Linked DNA regions of Arabidopsis thaliana: region 1 is linked to region 2. A link is a contact called in public capture Hi-C data. All regions are on one chromosome and are shown on one strand. The core of a region is the stretch at or near the end of the contact, and the rest is flanking DNA. Distances in the headings are between cores, read along the strand shown. Region 1 holds the start of AT3G45820. Region 2 holds the start of XTH31 (xyloglucan endo-transglycosylase-related 8).

Evidence for each region. Capture Hi-C pulls out chosen DNA fragments and counts their contacts.
Region 1: a capture Hi-C map of root shows a contact between it and region 2, with 3 times the contacts expected there. A contact is called at or near these places in 3 of 26 Hi-C or Micro-C datasets (root, rosette leaf and seed embryo) and 1 of 3 other capture datasets (root).

The regions. Positions count from the first base shown.
Region 1 is chr3:16,839,680-16,842,379 of TAIR10.1, forward strand. It overlaps AT3G45820, which reads right to left and starts at 1,304. Exons shown (of 4, transcript NM_114451.1): 1 at 1,273-1,304; 2 at 1,157-1,214; 3 at 484-672; 4 at 351-410. The coding sequence starts at 1,304. The coding sequence ends at 351. It overlaps AT3G45830 (nuclear factor kappa-B-binding-like protein), which reads left to right and starts at 973. Exons shown (of 3, transcript NM_001339221.1): 1 at 973-1,404; 2 at 1,539-2,700. The coding sequence starts at 1,598.
Region 2 is chr3:16,447,446-16,450,145 of TAIR10.1, forward strand. XTH31 (xyloglucan endo-transglycosylase-related 8) reads right to left here and starts at 1,399. Exons shown (of 4, transcript NM_114368.3): 1 at 1,032-1,399; 2 at 592-692; 3 at 279-496; 4 at 1-195. The coding sequence starts at 1,233.

The sequences.
Region 1 (2,700 bases), core at 54-2,553, 390 kb after region 2:
ACATTATATAATTACCATTGAATTATTATTATTTTTATATTTTTTTGGCAAAGTGTCATCGAATATCCATAAATAAACTTTTTAATGAAAATTATAAGTAAATGTAAATGCTATTAATGGTTGCTTCAGTATGAGTTTTTTTTTTTTTTTGTCGGCTAAGTATTGTATTCATAAGTCCAGAGGGCAATTTACAGAAGGGATAAAGCCCAATAAAGATACAAGCGAATATAACGGCCCAAAGTAAAACCTAATTTAGCAGCCAACACGTGTAGAGACGTGTACTCCTCCAATCCACGCGTCGGATGTCAAAACGCACCGTCATCAACTCGCCGGACATCGCCGAACTCCGGTCAGCCACCACCAGCTACCTGTAAGGCGATGGATAAACTCTCCTCCCTTCCGCCGATCTCCTGTCCAAACGAAAAGCATCGAAATCTATCAGATTGAATTGTTGAAACTGCTTCAAAAATCTCTTGATATCACCGATTTCGGGGAAGCTTCATCACCGATTACACCCAAATTGATGTAATCTGAGTCCAACTTTGCTCGTGCATCTTGAGCAAACGGAAGTGATAAAGATTTTACTCCTCGAGTAAAGGGAGAAAACAGAGATCTTGGAAGAAAAACCGCGAAATCAATGGATGAGCAAAGATGACATGGAGATCGATCCCGCTAGATGCGAAAGAAAAGACCGGTGATAACCGGTAGACAAAATATCCGATTAGAAATCGGAATTTCTTTGTCTCGTACAAAGACGAGAAAATATACAAGATCCGGACTACATCGGAACCGGAAATACAAAAAAACGATTACCAGAAGCCTTCCTCTCGAAAGATTGTAGAAAGAGAAGAGAGCCAATATGAGTTTAAATATGGTTATAGTTTAATTTTTGTTTTTTTAGTTGACCAAAATAAATGTTTTTATAAAAAGGCAAAAGTAAGTTTGAAAACGACGTCGTAGTAGAGTGTGCCACGAGGACTCGTCTCTCTTCTCGTATCAACTCGCTCCGAGTCGACTCAAAACATAAACTCGGACCGTCTCTTCCACTCTCTTTCCCAAAAACTTTTTTTTTTCCTTGTTGTAATTTCACCGTCTTCTTCGTCCTACTATGCCCTAAGTCTCTGTGGCTTTACCCTTTTTCGTCTTTTCACATAACCTTCACTAATCTGACGGCTATGCTTCCTTCCACGTCACCTTCGTCTTCTTCATCAACCCTCTCTCTCTCCGTCACCGTCTTCTCCTCCTCCTTTAAGTTTATCGCGTTATTTATACGGTTCCTTCTCTAGGGTTTCCTCCAGATTCATCTCTCTTTTCCTTTTTTCTTCCTCCTCGAACAACTTCTTCTATTTTGCTGAAGCAGAGTCCTAAAAGCTTCAATTTTGTTCAATTTTGGTGACAATTAAGGTACTTCCGATCATAATTCATCGAAAATCTTTGATTTTGATTCAATTGGTACTGTAAAGTTTTTGTTTTTTCTTATTCGATTTTCTAAAGTTTTGATTTTTATTTTGTGTTCTGGGCTTTGCGTTTGTGTTTAGGGTTAAAGAATCATAGGACTGTTTCTGTTGAGTGGAATTGGGGGTTTTGTTATGTGGTGATGGCGATCGAGAAGAGTAACGTCAAGGTTTCGAGGTTTGATCTAGAGTACTCTCATGGTAGTGGTGATTCTATGTCAAGTTACGAAGAAAGACGTAAAAACTCAGTGGTGAATAATGTTGATTCGGAGGATGAAGATGATGATTTTGATGAAGATGATTCTGGAGCAGGTTCTGATGATTTTGATTTGCTTGAATTGGCGGAAACTGGTGCTGAGTTTTGTCAAGTTGGGAATGTTACTTGTAGTATTCCTTTTGAGTTGTATGATCTCCCTAGTCTTGAAGATATACTCTCTGTTGATGTTTGGAATGAGTGTCTCACTGAGAAAGAGAGGTTTAGTCTCTCGAGTTATCTACCTGATGTTGATCAGCTTACGTTTATGCGTACTTTGAAAGAGCTTTTCGAGGGTTGCAATTTCCACTTTGGTAGTCCTGTTAAGAAACTGTTTGATATGTTGAAGGGTGGGCAGTGTGAACCCAGGAATACGCTTTATCTTGAAGGACGTAGTTTGTTTCTACGAACCAAACATTATCATAGTTTGAGGAAGTATCATAATGACATGGTGGTGAATCTTTGTCAGACGAGGGATGCTTGGACAAGTTGTAAAGGGTATAGTATCGATGAGAAGCTCCGTGTCCTGAATATTGTGAAAAGCCAAAAGACTCTGATGCGTGAGAAAAAGGATGATTTTGAGGATGATTCATCAGAGAAGGACGAACCTTTTGATAAGCCTTGGGGAAGAAAGGGAAAGGATAGGAAGTCTACGCAAAAGAAATTGGCCCGTCATGCTGGTTATGGTGTTGATTCAGGTTTGGAATTTCCTAGGCGGCAGCTGGCGGCTGTAGAACAGGATTTATATGGTAAACCGAAGTCAAAACCGAAGTTTCCTTTTGCTAAAACGTCTGTTGGGCCATATGCTACAGGTTATAATGGGTATGGTATGAATTCTGCATACAACCCCTCTTCTCTCGTTAGGCAGAGGTATGGTTCAGAAGATAATATTGACGATGATGATCAGGATCCACTCTTTGGAATGGGTTCTCGACGAGACCGTGAGAAACCTGGATATTCAAGGCCTGGAAAGAAACACAAATCTTCAAGAGA
Region 2 (2,700 bases), core at 149-2,648:
GTGCATCCCGCTAGCTTAAAGTTTTTGTACTTAGCCACAAATGGTTGGTATCGATAGTCGGCTTTGATCCTTCCATTTTCTGTGGCCCAGTCCGATGCATCCCATATCGATCCGTAAACCCACATCGGTCTTGTGGGGAATATAGCTTCATTCTTTCTATTATATGTACGTATCGGTACATCGTCTACAAAGAATCTTTATACATGAAAAAATCGTCCAAGTTAGTATATCAAACAACTAGAAAATGCGTATACTTAACATAAGAATTCTTGACTTACACAATTTGGTTAGGGTTCCACAAAATTGCGTAATGGTGAAAATCTTGAGTAGGGTCAAACCACAAGGTAAATTTCATTTCTCTTCCAATGACATTTCGGTCGCCACTTCCCCTAACGAAGACATTCGTTTGAAGGGAATAAGGCTTCCCTGGCGTTGTCCCTAGAAACTCGATATCGACCTCATCGTGGTCTCCAGGATGCTCTTGGTTGTTTGAGAGCTAAAGATCGAAAAATTGTTAGAATTTGAAATTTAGTAACCCTTTAACAACATAATTATTAGGTGGTTAATTAATCAGTTCGATCATATGCATACATAGAGGGATGTATCCACTCCAGCAGTGAAGCCTGGTTGGAGCTTAATGGAAGCACCAAAGTAGCCCGACCGGTATGGACGAAGAGACTTGAACCCACTCCCTGTTCATGCTCATATTTAATTAGTCAATAAAATCAATTTATTACATACGACAAAAATGATTATTATAAATGATAGTATGATTAAAATAACTAATTGGGAATAAAAATAATAAATATAAGCTACCGACACAGTCCTACAAGTCGTGCAGTGTATTAAATAACACTAGAAACTTGAGTGAGGTTTGACAAAGTTATCACCACTTACTAAATTGATTCTAATCAGTACATTCATTAATTTTAATGGTCTGTTCATAATGAATAGCATATAATCTCTTAGTGCATTTTATAACATGGACTCAAATTTGGTTGAAAACGAAAAAAGTAAAGAAAGAAAAAGACCAGTGGATTTGTCGAGCCAAAGAGTGACAACGTCTTGCTCTCTACGTTGGTGTTGAGAGCCCCATAAAGTACGGAATTCACGATCAAAAGGTGAAGTCGGTACTCGGGAACTCGGGTAGTATCCCGGTGAAGGAGAACGTTGGCTGTGACCACTACTAGGGCACAACACTAAGAGAGCTAGAAAGATAAGAGACAAAGCCATTTTTGAGTGAAGTAAAACCTTTTGAGTGGTTACTACAAAAGGGGAAATAAACACATTTAAGAGAGACAAATATGTATGAAATGAATGAAGAAAAGTGAGAGAAGGCAGGTGTGTATAAATAGAGAGTGATGCGGGTCCGACAGTTATAGGAGTGAGTGACTGTTATCCGTCAATTGGATGGGCCTCTTGGATTGATCCCATGTCAAAATATGAAACATTTAATGTCAACTTACTTCATATATTTTTTTATCAAAAAAAAAACTTACATAAAATATTATTTAACAAAGAAAACTAAGTACGAAAATGAAAAATTCAAGAAAAGGAAATTGAGGAATATATTATAAAAACCAAATTCCTATATAGAGATGATATTTGAACTATGGTTTTTTCTTTTTTGAAAGTATAACCGTACAAGTACAACTAGTTCTATTGTGCTCCTATCACGTCATTCAAAGAGATTTTGTTCCTCTACCTCTACCTATTAAGTGAAACAACGGAAGGAAACCAGCTTTTACCCATTTATTCCGGATCTACCTACGAGGCTAAGACCATAAACAAATTCGTTGAAGAAACTAAAAGTGGAATAAGTTTTTCTACTACTAAATATTAAGTGGGAGTATTTAGTAACTTTAATTTTCTAAGAATAACGTTGTCATCCAAAAATTCTCAATGGTTTTAAATCAAATAAACATGGTTCTAATAGTATAGTATGGACTAAACAAATATTTGACTGTAACTTACTTTTGCAGTTTTAGTAATGTCATGTAAAAAACTGTCGGTTCAAAAGCATTAATATATTTATTTTTTAAATGAAAAGAATGAGGACGTATCGAAAATAAATAGAGTGCAATGAACATGCCCATTTTAATGATCTAGAAAAAAAAATTATATATATATATGCTTTCACATAAGAAAATGACACTTTTTGCGGCCAAATAAAAAAATGACATTATCTTTGTTATTATAAATTTTAACCCATTTCATTTTGGTTTCTGTTTTTTTTTTTTTTTTAAATTAGGATAAAGTCGAAGATGTAACATGTTTGGTCAATTTCATAGCGGAGGTCACATGCATGGATAAGAAACTAGATCAATCCAATGTAGCTTCATAGCTTTTAAAAATCTAATAGTTTATTAATAAATCTCAACTCAAAAAGTTTATAAAAATTTGCATGTAAATCAATCCACAATTTTTTTTATTTTCTTGCTAACGGATCTTGTAATTTATTGGAAAAAGGGATTTGTATTTCTTTATATAATTATAATATGTATTCAGGATAAGTCGAGAGTTGAAATTATGGTTAGTTCGACCTTTTTCTTTTTGACGTTATAGTTAATTTGACTTGATAGGTGATATAGACACATATTTCCTAACGTAGCAGTTTATGAAAATATAGAGTAAACAAAAAAATTTTAGATAAATTAGATGATTGATTTGCGGAAGTCACATATCCACTAGTTTGCCCAA